2 separate regions of the Sus scrofa genome follow, and region 1 is linked to region 2. Evidence: chromatin contacts called from public HiChIP or PLAC-seq data. All regions are on one chromosome and are shown on one strand. Each heading gives the region's core, a stretch centred on a gene start, on an enhancer-like site or on the middle of the called end of the contact. The rest is flanking DNA. Distances are from core to core; before and after follow the strand shown.

The links. HiChIP or PLAC-seq counts read pairs in DNA pulled down with a chosen protein or histone mark.
Region 1: an H3K27ac HiChIP or PLAC-seq map of alveolar macrophages shows a contact between it and region 2. The contact joins two enhancer-like sites. A contact is called at or near these places in 6 of 47 Hi-C or Micro-C datasets (blood, psoas muscle, retroperitoneal adipose tissue and 1 more) and 1 of 2 datasets of contacts at active chromatin or transcription factors (alveolar macrophages).

The regions. Positions count from the first base shown.
Region 1 is chr15:80,051,692-80,058,387 of Sscrofa11.1, forward strand. No RefSeq gene overlaps it. Among named protein-coding and RNA genes, the nearest start is that of SP3, 65 kb to the left of the region's middle. Within about 2 kb of position 1,825, at least 5 of the 83 cell types and tissues checked have an H3K27ac peak or open chromatin away from gene starts, as enhancers often do. A contact at or near this core is called in alveolar macrophages, where this site is marked.
Region 2 is chr15:79,967,056-79,974,206 of Sscrofa11.1, forward strand. All of the region lies in intron 4 of SP3 (transcription factor Sp3), which reads right to left. Among named protein-coding and RNA genes, the nearest start is that of SP3, 20 kb to the right of the region's middle. Within about 2 kb of position 1,501, at least 3 of the 83 cell types and tissues checked have an H3K27ac peak or open chromatin away from gene starts, as enhancers often do. A contact at or near this core is called in alveolar macrophages, where this site is marked.

The DNA of each region.
Region 1 (6,696 bases), core at 575-3,074, 85 kb after region 2:
CCCTAGGATAGGAATGATCTTGGCATATTTCAGGAAGAAAAGGAAGACCACTGTGGCATGACAAGAGTTTGGCCAGACAAATTGTTTTCTGATCTATTTGCTGAGCTGCCCCTGGACCCACCCTGCCTTAGGGTTTCATCTTTGTTTTCGAGACACTACCGACCCTTTCTAGACCCTAGCCACTTCTCTTTGCTCCTTCTCTCCAGACCAGCTTCAGTAGAAAGTAAGACCATAGCCGTAAGATCCAATCTGGGGCTGAGGAAGTAGCTAGAACCAGTTCAGTCATTCCAGAGCCAAAGGGGGAGGGGGCCCTGGGGCTGGCCTGGCTCCTTTTCTCAGATGTTTCTTAATCATTTTTGAACTACGAACCCCTTTCGCAATCTGATACAAGCTATGGAAAATACACATATACACAATTCTGTACACAATTTTCGGGGGTTTTAGGGCTCTTAGGAAAGCTCATCATAGACCTCCTCCTCAGGTCTCTAATATTTGGGAGTCCTTTTAAAGTTAACCTTGTCCATTTTCTCCTTTAAGTTTTCCATGAGAGAGAGGATACATGGAAAAATCACCTTATATGAAGGTAACCTATCACCACAATTTTTTTTTTTTTTTGGTCTTCTTGTCTTTTTCAGGGCTACACCTGTGGCATATGGAGGTTCCCAGGCTAGGGGTCCAATCAGAGCTGTGGCTCCTGGCCTACGCTACAGCTAGAGCAATGCAGGATCTGAGCAGCATCTGCGACCTATACCACAGCTCATGGCAACGCCGGATCCCTGGCCCGCTGAGCAAGGCCAGTGATCGAACCCACGTCCTCATGGATGCTAGTCGGGTTCGTTAACTGCTGAGCCATGATGGGAACTCCAATTTTTTTTTGTTTTTATTTTTGCTTTTTAGGGTCACACCTGTGGCATATGGAAGTTTCCAGGCTACAGGTCGAATTGGAACTACAGCTACCTACACCATAGCCACAGCAACATGGGATCTGAGCTGGTCAGTGACCTACACCACAGCTCACGGCAAGGCTGGATCCTTAACCCACTGAGCAAGGCCAGGGATCAAACCCGAGTCCTCATGGATTCTAGTAGGGTTTGTAACCCGCTGAGCCACAGTGGGAACTCCCACCTGTATACAGTTTTAGGGGGTTTTAGGGACTTTAGGAAAGTTCATTGTAAACCTGTTCATCAGGTCTCTACCTTGCAGCCCTTTATAAGCTAACCTAGTCCATTTTTCTCTTTAATGCAGTGCTATCTCCACAAGAGAGGATACTTGGAAAAATCACCTTATACAGCAAAGCAGCCTATCACTACAAATTCTTTTGACCATATCTTCCAGAGAGACAAGTCCATGTATGATAAGACGTAACCATGATGACAGTAAAAATACATTTGTACCGTGTTTTGACTTTGTATACACGTTTCCACCCGCATCATTTTATGCCACTGACATCCTTGACACATAGGTAGGGAGGGCATTGTTGTCCCCTTTTACAGATGAGGAGACTGAGGAATAGAAGGCTAAGCGGCTACTTGTGATACCAGTGCCAGTTGACAATGGCTTTGAGACAGGAACCAAGATCTTGTCACTCCCAGGCCGAGCCTCCCAGAGAAGTACAGGTCAGGGCCATCTTGACCTCTCTCCCCTCTGGGAGAGACGCTGTGAAGGCAATCTTTGCGCATGCCCACTCTTACCCCACAGAGCCTTCCCAATGGGAAACAGAGTCATGGAGGAAATGATATTTTCCCACATGAGGAAAGCAGCACTGTGCCCCCCAGTGAAGCCAAGGTTGTGTGGATGGAGGGGAACTTCCTACTAGAGGCTTCCTCTTGGCCAGTGAAACCTAACCAGTCATTTCCTTTTTCTTCTCAAGACTTGCAGCATTTCCTCCTACAGTCCGGCAAAAATGAGTCTAGAGGAGCGCCACCTACTGGACCATAAGGATCGCCACTTATTTGCCCCGCCCCTCTCCAAGGGGCCATGCTGCCTATCGGAAAATTGGACCCATACCTCTTACCATCCACTAGGATAAACGCCACATGGACCAGAAACCTACATGTGAAAAATGAAACCACGCAAGCATGAGAAGACACCATGGGTGGACAAACTTACACCCTGGGTGTGGGAAAAGTCTTTCTCTGACCCAAACCCCGCTACAATCTAAGGGCAGCTCTGGGTACCTGCTCCTCCAGCTGAGAGAGAACACGTGGAGCAGCTTTCTCTCCTACGTAGCATCCGCTCCTCCCAATGAGCTACGCGCCTGTCCCCAACCAAAAGTTTCCTTGGGACAAGAAGGGATGTGGAACTCCTGAGAAACCTAAGAACTAATCAGTCTGGCTTGGCTCACAGTCCGCATCTCCTCAGCAGAAGGGGAAAGAGGTCTCACCATCATGCCTCACAAAAGGGAGACACTTTCAATACCAACATGCTCGGAAAGCCATGCCCAGTCCGACCCTGAATGAATGTTTCCAATGAAAACTAAAATATCCAGACGCAAAAAGGAAAATATTGATAAATTCAGCACATTTTAAAAAACCCTGCTTCCTGGCAAAAAAAAAAAAAAAGTGCAAAGTGAGAGAAAGCTTTGTAACATTTGTCACAAATCCAGGCTAATCTCTAATATTATTAATATAAGGAACGTTTAAATATTGAGAAAAAATGGCCAAGACTTGATAGAAAATTGGGCAGAAAGCATGAATAGACAGTTCCCCCCAACACATACAAAATATATAAATGCATCTTAAAAATATGAAAAGATGTTCGGCTTCACTCATAATGATATAGATGCATATTTGGACTACAATAAGATACTATTTTATTGAGTTGTCAAAAATTTTAAAGTTAGGTAATACGTTCTGTCATCAAGGCTGTGAGGAAAAGGGGAGTCTCATAATCCCTGTTTGCTACTAATCAAATATAAGACACAACTTAAATGCTCACCCATTCAAATACTAACTGAATAAACTATGATGAATTCACACAACAGATTAATATAAAGCTGAAAAAGTTGAGAGATATTTCTATGAATTAACATGTGGTGATTTCTAAAATATATTAAGTAAGAAAATCCAGGTGCTGGAATGTGGATATAGTATGCTACTTTTTGTATAAGAAAAAGAAACAAAGGAAGAGTAAATCAGAAAGTAATAAAAATGGTTGCTGGAGTTCCTGTCGTGGTTCAATGGTTAACGAATCCGACTAGGAACCTTGAGGTTGTGGGTTCGATCCCTGGCCTTTCTCAGTGGGTTAAGGATCTGGCATTGCCGTGAGCAGCTGTGGTGTAGGTCACAGACGCGGCTTGGATCCCGAGTTGCCGTGGCTCTGGCGTAGGCCTGTGGCTACAGCTCCGATTAGACCCCTACTCTGGGAACCTCAATATGCCCCGGGAAGCAGCCCCAGAAAAGGCAAAAAGACAAAAAAAAAAAAAAAAAACCCAAAACCCCCAAAAAACAAATGGTTGCCCATGGTGGATGGATAGGAATGGAGTGTGAGAAATAAAAATAGCAGTAAGGCTTCTGAGTACACTCTTTATAGAGAGAGTTTTGACTTTTGAACCATGTAAAAATTTTATGTATTAAATTTTAAAAGATTCAAAGAAAGCAAACGCTGAAACTAAATGCAAATACAAACAAAGAAATCTAACTGGGTATGAATTTGATAATAGACCCCCCCAACATACAGATACACACAACACACACACACAGATACACACACCACACACACACACGCGCGCGCGCGCGCGCGGTTAATTTCAATGCATTGTGAATACTTTGTACACCTTTAGTGGGATATATTCTAAGAACAAACAGAACTACAAAGTCTTGAATTTTCCTCTGAAGTCTTCTTGTTGGAAATGGTATTGGAACAGTAATTCTGAAACTGTTTTGAGTATGTTGTAGGGTTGAGTAAGTGATTAAGTATACTGAGGTTGATAGGAATCAGGGTTCTCACTGTGAAGGAAGAGAGACACAAACATGGAATGGGAAGGTGAGGAAGAACCCTACAGAGCTGGACTTGAATTGGAGGAAATTTCTTTCGAAAAAAAAGCGCTTCCTAACTCTGTCCACTAAGAGATCTGTAAGCCATATCCCAGGAGCGATGAGCAAACCTAGTGACCAGAGCCAGCTTTCTGAACGCTGTCCTCCATTGAAAGAAACCTTGGAGAGCGGACTGATTTCAGGTCTGGGGCAGGGAAAATGCAAAGTGAGCCAGAAAGTTAGAAAGTGCTCAAAGACCGATGGAAACCTATCAAAGGATATAGACGTCAGCTTGCAGAACTTCTGCTAACCAAATCTGGGAGAATTTGACTATCAGAAAGAAGTTACAATAGTCGATTACATCACTCAGGCGGCTGTTGGCAGGGCTCACCTCCAAGATTACTCCTCTGGGCCTTTCCATAGGGCCACCTCACGAGACACACACACACACACACATGGAAACTGGCTTTCCCCAGGGCAATTGATGCAGAGAGCTTCTGAATTGAAAACCAGTCTTTCTATTACCTAATTTCAGTAGGGACATTCCATATCTTCCGTATTCTAGTCTTCGGCATTGAGCAACTGGGTCCAGCCCACACTGAAGGGGAGGGGGACACATAGAACGTGAATCCCAGGACCTTTGGGACGGCTGCCCACCACACCAGGTAATCAAACATAATAGCATCACCAATAATGGGACAAACTGACATCATACGCCTTCTGATACAAGGCAGTGGGACCGACAGTGTCACCTATGCAGTTCTCTTTGTTTTTTTTTCAAACACCAGGGAACACTGGCACTCTAGAAGGAGATAAATCTGCACTCAAAAATGTTGGTATCATGAAAAAGAAAAAAAAAATGTCAAATTGTCTTAGGCTACAGGAGAGCAAAGAGAAAAGATAACTCAATTAGTGGCCCTTGATTGGATCAAAAAATAAAAATAGCTATAAAAGGATATTCCTGGACTAATTAGGGAATTTGAGAATGGACTATGTATTAATCATTAAGTGTATGTTAATTAGCTGGATGTGATAACAGTATTATGATTATGGAAGGGAATCTTTCTCCTTACCAGACACATCCCCAAATATTTTGGAGGCTGCAAATTATTATTTTTTCAAATAGTTTAGCAAAAAAAGCCAAAACACACAAACCCCCCAAACTCCTAATGTATAAATACATATATGAGAGTGTGTGTGTATGTATATGCAAATATATGCAATATGCAACTATCAAGGGAATATTCATGTTCATCGTCCTACTCTTTCAACTTTCTTCCAGGTTTAAAGTTTTCCAAATAGAAGGTTCTGAGGGTGGGAGACAGAGTTGGAGAGAGGGGGAGTTATTGGGATCTCAGTGCAAATCTCCATGAAGCAGACCCTTGGCATTTGCTAGGCTGTCATGAAGATCCCAGAGAACCCAGAAGTGCCATAACAGTCTCTTGGGGGTGCCTGGTGTACATGCTGGGGATTCTACAGGTCAGTCCTCACTCCATTATGTGGGCGAAAACGTGGGCTGGGGAGTCAGACAGACTTGCTCTGTCTAATCTTTGCTCCATCCCTTCCTGGCTGTGTAACTTGGGGCGACTTATTCAATACCGCTGACTCTCAGGTCCCCTTTGTAAAAAGAGAGAGCATGCCTACCCTGCAGAGTGGTTGTTACGTGCTCAATAAACAATACTTCCTAATCCCACCTCCTCAAACTGTCAAATCATTCGCTCATTCATTCAATAACCACTTATTGTTATTCCCTGCCATGGGCAAGGAATACAAATATGACTCCAGTAACTTCCGGAAGCTCAGACTGTGGGAAATGCTGAAAGGTCCGTGCTGGGTGTTCGCAGCAGCACAAAGACTTCATAGGTAGGGGAGGTGGGGTGAGGGGATGTCCCAGAAGACTTCACAGAGGCCCTGTGGTCTGGAATGGTGTGTTCGGTGGCCTGCGTGGGTGACAAGGAAGGAGAGTGATCTGTATGGAGGGCCCTCAGGGGCAAGGGGTGAAGAGAGTTGGGCGGAGTGGGCAGGATCAGGTCAGGAAATGGGTGTGGGTCCAGGTCTAGGATGACGGGGTTCCTCTAAAGGATGCATTTCCAAACATCTTTTATCACTGCCCACAACAGGCCTTGATGCTGGGTTTACAACACATAGTCATCGGAGTTCCTGTCATAGCTCAGTGGTTAATGAATCTGACTAGCATCCATGAGGACGCAGGTTTGATCCCTGGCCTCACTCAGTGGGTTAAGGACCCGCATTGCTGTGGCTGTGGTGTAGGCCGGCAGCTACAGCTCCGATTCGACCCCTAGCCTGGGAACCTCCCTATGCCACCGTGTGGCCCTAAAAAGACAAAAAGACAAAAAGAAAACATAGTCATCAGCACTCAGCCATACCACACTGGTTTAAAAAACACATAAGGGAGGCGAGCTCCCCATTAGAGAAAAAAATGATACAATAAAAATTAAAAACACTCGAACTGACAAACAAGAAGGAAGTTATGGAGCCTCACCTTTTCCCTGTGGCCCTTCTCCTAGCCCCCCTCCCAGAAGAAGAGAAAAAGTAATAGAAAGTGGCTGCCAAAGAGCAGAGAGTGTCTGTCCCCTTATCTGCCCCCATCCCCTTATCCAGTCTCTGTCGTCAAGCACCTAAGACTATCAGGTCCCTTCATCACCCCAGAAGGTAGAGATTTACACTTTCTAAATCCCACATTTCTGTAAGGCACTAATAT
Region 2 (7,151 bases), core at 251-2,750:
GATCATACCAAGTAAAATAAGTCAGACAAAGACAAATATACAATTATCATTAATGTGTGGAGTCTAAAAAAAATGCTATAGAAGTTCCTGCTGTGGCGCAACAAGATTGGCAGTGTCTCTGCAGTACCAGGATGCAGGTTCAATCCCCAGCCCAGCACAGTGGGTTAAAAGCATCTGGTGTTGCCACAGCATAGGTAACAACCATAGCTTGGATCTGATCCCTGGCCAGGGAAGTCCACATGCTTCGGAGAAGCCAAAAAAAAAATTTTTTTTTTAATTTAAAAAATAGTACAGGAGTTCCCGTCGTGGCTCAGTGGTTAACGAACCTGACCAGTAGCCATGAGGACAAGGGTTCAATCCCTGGCCTCGCCCAGTGGGTTAAGGACCTGGTGTTGCCATGAGCTGTGGTGTGGGTTGCAGATGCAGCTCGGATCCCTCAATGCTGTGGCTGTGGCGTTGGCCAGCGGCTACAGCTCTGATTCTACCCCTAGCCTAGGAACCCCCGTATGCCACAAGTGCAGTCCTAAAAAGACAAAAGATAAAAAAAAAAAAAACAAAAACAGTACAAGTAAACTTATTTACAAAACAGAAATAGACTCAGAGACATAGAAAACAAACTTATATGGTTACCCTAGGGGAAGGGTGGGATTAACACATACATACTACTGTATATAAAACAGATACACAATAAGGACCTACTGTATGGCACAGGAAACTATAGTCAGTATCTTGTAATAACCTGTTATGGAAAAAAATATGAAAAAGAATATATATGTATAACCAAATCACTTCACTGTACATCTGAAATACAGTATTACAAATTAACTATACTTCAATTTAAAAAAAAAAATAGAATTCCCATCATGACTCAGTAGAAATGAATCTGACTAGCATCCATGAGGACCCAGGTTCAATCCCTGGCCTCGCTCAGAGAGTTAAGAATATGGTGTTGCTGTGAGCTCTGGTGGAGGCCAGAGGCTATGGCTGATTCGACCCCTAGCCTGGGAACCTCCATATGTCATGGGTGTGGCCCCATGAAGACAAAAAACAAAAAAAACAAAACCCAAATAACAGCTAGACCTTCATATCAGCTTCTGTGTTCAATTTGTTGTTACCATATATTACACAGTCTCTGAAAAACCCCACTCTGTATCAACTCTGAGGCAAAACTGAAATAAGCACACAGTATCTTGATATTATTATGAAAGTAACTGACTTCATGGACCACTATGAAAAGCATCTCTGGGACTCCCAGGCCACACATTGATAATCACTCCATTAGCATTTCTGAGCAAAATTATACGTCTGGAATGTACTTTAAAATACTCCAGCAAGAATAAGTTAATTTTTTACCCACTGTAATTACTATTATGTCATTTCCTCTAGATTCATTTTTCTACTTAATCCTTCAGTAGTTAGTTTCGTAAGGGTCTTTGAGTAATGAGCTCATAGTCCTTGATTATTTTATTTTGGGCCACATCGGCTGCAAGTGAAAGTTCCTGGGCTAGGCATCGAAGTTACACCACAGCAGTGACAATGCTGGATCCTAAACTGCTAGGCCACCAGGGAACTCTAGTGCTTGATTAAGTTAAGTGTCTTCATTATACTCTCACTCTTGAGTAGGATTTTAACTGCATATAGAATTCTTGGATGCTGGTTATTTTCTCTCAGTACTATGAAAATATTACTACATGATCTTCTGGTGTGTGCGTGGCTAATGAGAAGTTTATAGGTCTATAATTTCTTTGTTAGCAATCTGTCTTTTCTGTCTTAAAATTTAAGATTATCTTTCTCTATAATTTTAGTTTAAGATGGGGTGGACTTGTTTATCTTACTTAATACTTGAAGCAAAATTTTCATCTGCAGACTACACATCTTCAACACAAGAAAATTCTCAGCCATTATCTCATCAAATACTGTTTCTCTTGCCATTCACTCTATTCTCTTTTTCTGAAATTCCTAACTGGTGACAATCTATCCTTCAAGTCTCCTGACTGCTTGTTCATTATCTCTAAGCTTTTTCTGGGCAAATTCCTTAGTATTTTAGTATTCACTCATTTTTTTCTATGTCCCAGCCTAAATGTTCTCCTGTTTGACCCATTTTTTTCTATTTCACCTAGTCTAAGGCGATGCTAACAAGACACCCTACTCACTACCAGTAAAAGAGAAAAAGCACTGTAAGTTAAACACTGATGTGCCATGGATTGTAAGATATATTCAGATCTCAGAAATGTTAAACAATGTGGGTCTTAGAATCAATGACATGTTTCTTATTTGTAGGACTTCTGGCTGCTTTTACACATTTATGTTGTTTCACGACTTTCTAAAGATGCTACAGCTTCCTTTATCTCACTGACATATATAAATATACTGACTTTAAAGCCTTTAACAGATTTTTAAATTACCTTTTTTTTAACCAGACATAATCTCTTGATTGTTGATTTTATTGGCTTATTTTATTGTTGATTTATTTGCCTTCATCTTATATTTAGGAATTTTTGATTTTCAGGTTTATATTGAATACAATTTTCTCCCTATGCATTATACCTCCACACCTTGCATTTTTCCAAGTGTCTCCACCAAGTCTCTCTTACCCTAATGTAGACCCAGGTCTTTTACTGGCATTAGAGGCAATACTGGTGATATCATAAATCTAGACACCAAGCTAATAGCTCAATACTTCAGACTGGTTCAGAAGCTGATTACAAGAGTGTGTTGATGTCCTTTGTCCCCTTCTCATCTAAGTGTACAGCCTCATTTCAAAGGTGAAAGATTTATATGATCTGAAGAGAAACTAGAGTATTATACAGACTCATTTAAGCTGTGCCTTGGAGTAACAGAGTTCAAGCCCCCCACCTACCCCCCGCTTTTTAGGGTTGCACTCTCGATATACCAAGATTCCCAGGCTAGGGGTTGAATCAGAGCTACAGCTGGCAGCCTACACCACACCCACAGCAATGTCAGATCCAAGCCAAGTCTGCAACCCACACCACAGCTCACAGCAATGCCGGATCCTTAACCCAATGAGCGAGGTCAAGGATCGAACCTGGAACAACCTCATGGTTCCTAGTTGGATTCGTTTCCCCTGTGCCAAAACACTCCCAAACTTTTTTAAGCTCTCCTCTACAAAAAGGAGCCCTACTCTAGGCCCTAATTTGAAGGAGTAAATTTGAATCTCAGCTTTCTCCTGTGGGGTCTATCTATATTAATAGATAATTAAATAGCATATAATTCTGACCTAAATACTTACCAGGTATGTTCATCCTACCAAAATAAAAAAAGTAAGGAGTTCCTTGCTGGCCTAGTGGTTATGGAACTGGAATAATCACTGCTGTGGCTCTGGTCACTGCTGTGATGCAGGTTCAATCCCTGGCCTGGGAAATTCCATTTGCCATGGGCTTAGCCAAAAAATAAAGACATAAATTTAAAAATTAAAAAGTAATTACAAATTAAGAAAAAACTGTACAAGCAGTATAATTATGATAATATTTTAAAATGTATAAGACATAAAGTTTTAAATATGCCCAGCCTTTAAAGCACAAGTCAAAATGTGACAGAGGACTTAAATTTGAGAAACCTAGATATGTCTTTGCTTGAATTTGGATGCAATTTGCTGACTAGAAAAAATGTTGGAAAGATAATGTAAATTCATGCTTTGTCACCTCTCACTCAGTTTCAAATACACAGCAAACAGGTGACAAAGTAAAAATTAAACTTTGAAAACAGCATGCATTTCTCAGTGAGCAAAGAAAAGAAATAAAAGGAGTTAAGTAGGGTTGCAGCTTGAGGCCTAATGAGCTCTATGTTCCCAAAAAAATGGGGTTTGGTTTCTAAAGAGTAAGAGGCACTAAACATACCCCTCATGAGGAGTCCTTATTCACGTCTTAAAACAGGCTGGAATAGAGGTCATTTTTGTTAGAAGGGAGCTTAAAAAAAAATGTCAAAGAAATTCCCAAGCCCTGGTTAAAACAAAAACAAAAAACTGTGCAGTCTCATTTATTTGGGAAATGCGTTACATTATTTCCATGCTCACCAAAAATAAAAACACAAACCAATGGTGTCAAAGTTTTAAGCATTTTATCTGGGCATACTATGCTCTAACAGAGACAAAAATTTTTTACTCTGATTTTCACATAAGAAAACACATCCCAAAATAATTTCTCCTTGCCAATTAAAAAGAGGGTACACGAAGGGACAGTTTTCTTATTACCTAATTATCCCCAAATTACAAATCTGGTTTTATTTCTCAATATGCTACTGTGTACCATGTAGGGTTTTTATTCTCATTCTCTTTTAACTTTTATTTTCCCATGTTCTTTCCCCATTTCTTTAAAAATTGTGGAAAAATTCAAATTTAAGGGCCTCTGGAGTGCTTCTTTATTTTACTCTTCCTTGCCAACATTCAATAAACTAAATGATGTTCCTAGAAATTCAAATTTATATTTAATTCAAACAGTTTTGCTATCTTGATAGTATTTGGGAAATAAATTACTACTGAGCACCTGGTGCTTTATATCATTCTAATTTCATGACCAACATAAACTCACAAAGTCACAAACTCTCTAGCGGTGTTTTTCTTATACAGATCTCCATAACCTTAACTTTATGCAGGCTTTAAAATATGGTATCTAAAAACTACTCGCTGGGAGTTCCCATCGTGGCTCAGCGGTTAACAAACTCAACTAGCACCCATGAAGACAAAGGTTCAATCCCTGGCCTCACTCAGTCGGTTAAGGATCCAGCGTTGCCATCAGCTGTGGTGTAGGTCGCAGATGTAGGTCTAATCCTGAGTTGCTGTGGCTGTGGTGTAGGCCAGAGGCTACAGCTCTGACTGGACTCCTAGCCTGGGAACCTCCATATGTCACAGGTGCCGCCCTAAAAAGACAAAAACAAAAACAAAAAACAACCAAAGGAAAAAAACCTACTTGCTATTTTTCAGAAGTCTTCATTCCACCAGCATTCTCAAGTATTCTCAAACTTTCTGGTCTCAGGACTCCTTCTAAACTCTTAAATATTACTAAGGTCCTAAAAAGCTTTTGTTCATGTGGGGTATACATTTTGATATTTACTGTATTAGGAATTAGAATAGAAATCTTTAATTTTTTAATTCATTTGAAAGTAATAAATCCATTACATGTTAACACGAACTAACATTTTATGAAAAACAACTATTTTCTAAAACACACACATAAAAGTTTAATGAGAAGACATGTTTTACATTTTTATAAATCTCTTTAATATCTACGTTAAAAGAAGACAACTGGAGTTTCATATTTGCTTCTGCAATCTTTTGCAATATGTGGTTGGGCTGAAGCACATGAAGAGTGGCTAGTCTCACAAAGATAGGTGGCTGGAAAAGGAAGAAGTAATCTGATACTCTTTCAGCCAATTATGGGTATTCCTGATACTATACCAAACCCGATAAGTGGTAGTTTCTTAAAGGTCAGTTGCAATGTAGAATCTGAAACCATACTGGTAAATTTTCCATATGCTTGTTGTTGGTCTATCTCAAACCCTGAATGGATCTTTTACCCCTGTATGATTTTGTAACAATGAATGGGTCATCTGAATAGTACTGGTTTACTGGCTTATCATAAATATCTTCCAAATGTTGGCATATTTCATTATAATACAGTATCCAAAAAATCCCATTTATTAATATATGAATATCACTGTCAGAAAAATACTTTTCTGATGAGACACTGGATTATTATTATTAACAAATATTATAAACAAACTATCAAGTTTGATAATTAACAAGTTTTCAAGCTCTGAGTAGTAGACTGAAGTTTTCCAAAATTCTAATTTTCAGTGGAATTCCCAAATTTTATCATTGGTAGAAAATAGGGTTTTTTTCCCCTTTAAGAAACAGGTTCACTTAATTCATTTTTTTTAAGAAACTATCTGTCACTTATATGAGTCTCTCAATAACCATAGTTTGTGAGTCAGTCTCTCAAGTAAAACACGTTTCATGAAAATAGCATCTAGTTCAGTTTGCAACTCACACAATTACTCAAGTGAAAATGTATATTTTTTCAAAGACAATCATCTTTTTTTGGAACACAGTATAAGTGCTTTATTAAAGTATACTTCCCATTTTGTCACAAAGAATATTACAAAGACATGCTGCAAGAACTGCAAATCAGAAACACAAAAATACTTCACACCCATTATTAGAATGGCTAAAATAAAAAGGGAGAACAATGCTAAGTGTTGGCAGGGATGTAAAAAAACTGAACCCTTTTGCTTGAGAATGTAAAATGATAAAGTCACTTTGGAAATACAGTTTGGCAAGTCCTCAAAATGTTAAACATACAACGCAGTAATTCCACTAAGTATATACCCAAAAGAAACAAAAGCATGTCTACACCAAAAAACTGTACAAAATGTTCACAGCAGTATTCTTAATAGCTAAAAAATGGAAATGTCCATCAATGGATATATGAGTAAAATATGGTATATCCATACAGTGGAACATTATTCAACCACAAAAAGGAATGAAGCACTGATAAAGACAACAATACAGCCTTTATCAATACAACCTGAAAATACGCTAAATGAAAAGTCAGACACAGAAAACTACATAGTGCATAATTCCACTGATATGAAGTAACAGGCAAATCCAAAGAGACAGAAAGTAGATTAGTGGCTGCTGGGGACAAGGGGGAGGGAGAAATGCGGCGTGACTGCTAACAGGTATGGGGTTTGGGGAAGATGCTGAAAATGCTGTAAAATTAGAGTGGTGATGGTTGCACAAGTCTGTGACTGTATTAAAAACCACTAAATTGTATACTTTAAAGGGTGAGTTTTATGGTATGTGAACTGCATTTCAATAAAGCTATTATTTTAAAAAGGACATGCAGCATTCAAGGGTCAAGATTTAGTAAAAATAACTATTTTGACAGGTTAATCAAAGTCATTCTTCAGTGAAGCTAGCAGTTTTAACTGTTAAGTGCATAGTCATAAAGAATACAACAACTAACATAGTTTGGAATCACAGCTTTGATTTGTGCTAAGACACAGCAGTTTTAACCACCATCAGTGAAAATGCCAACACAACTAAAAAAGCAAATAATTTTAATATTATTATGAAAAAGCAGTCTGACATCAAGAATCTCAGAGGGACTCACATACCACACTTTTAGAAATGC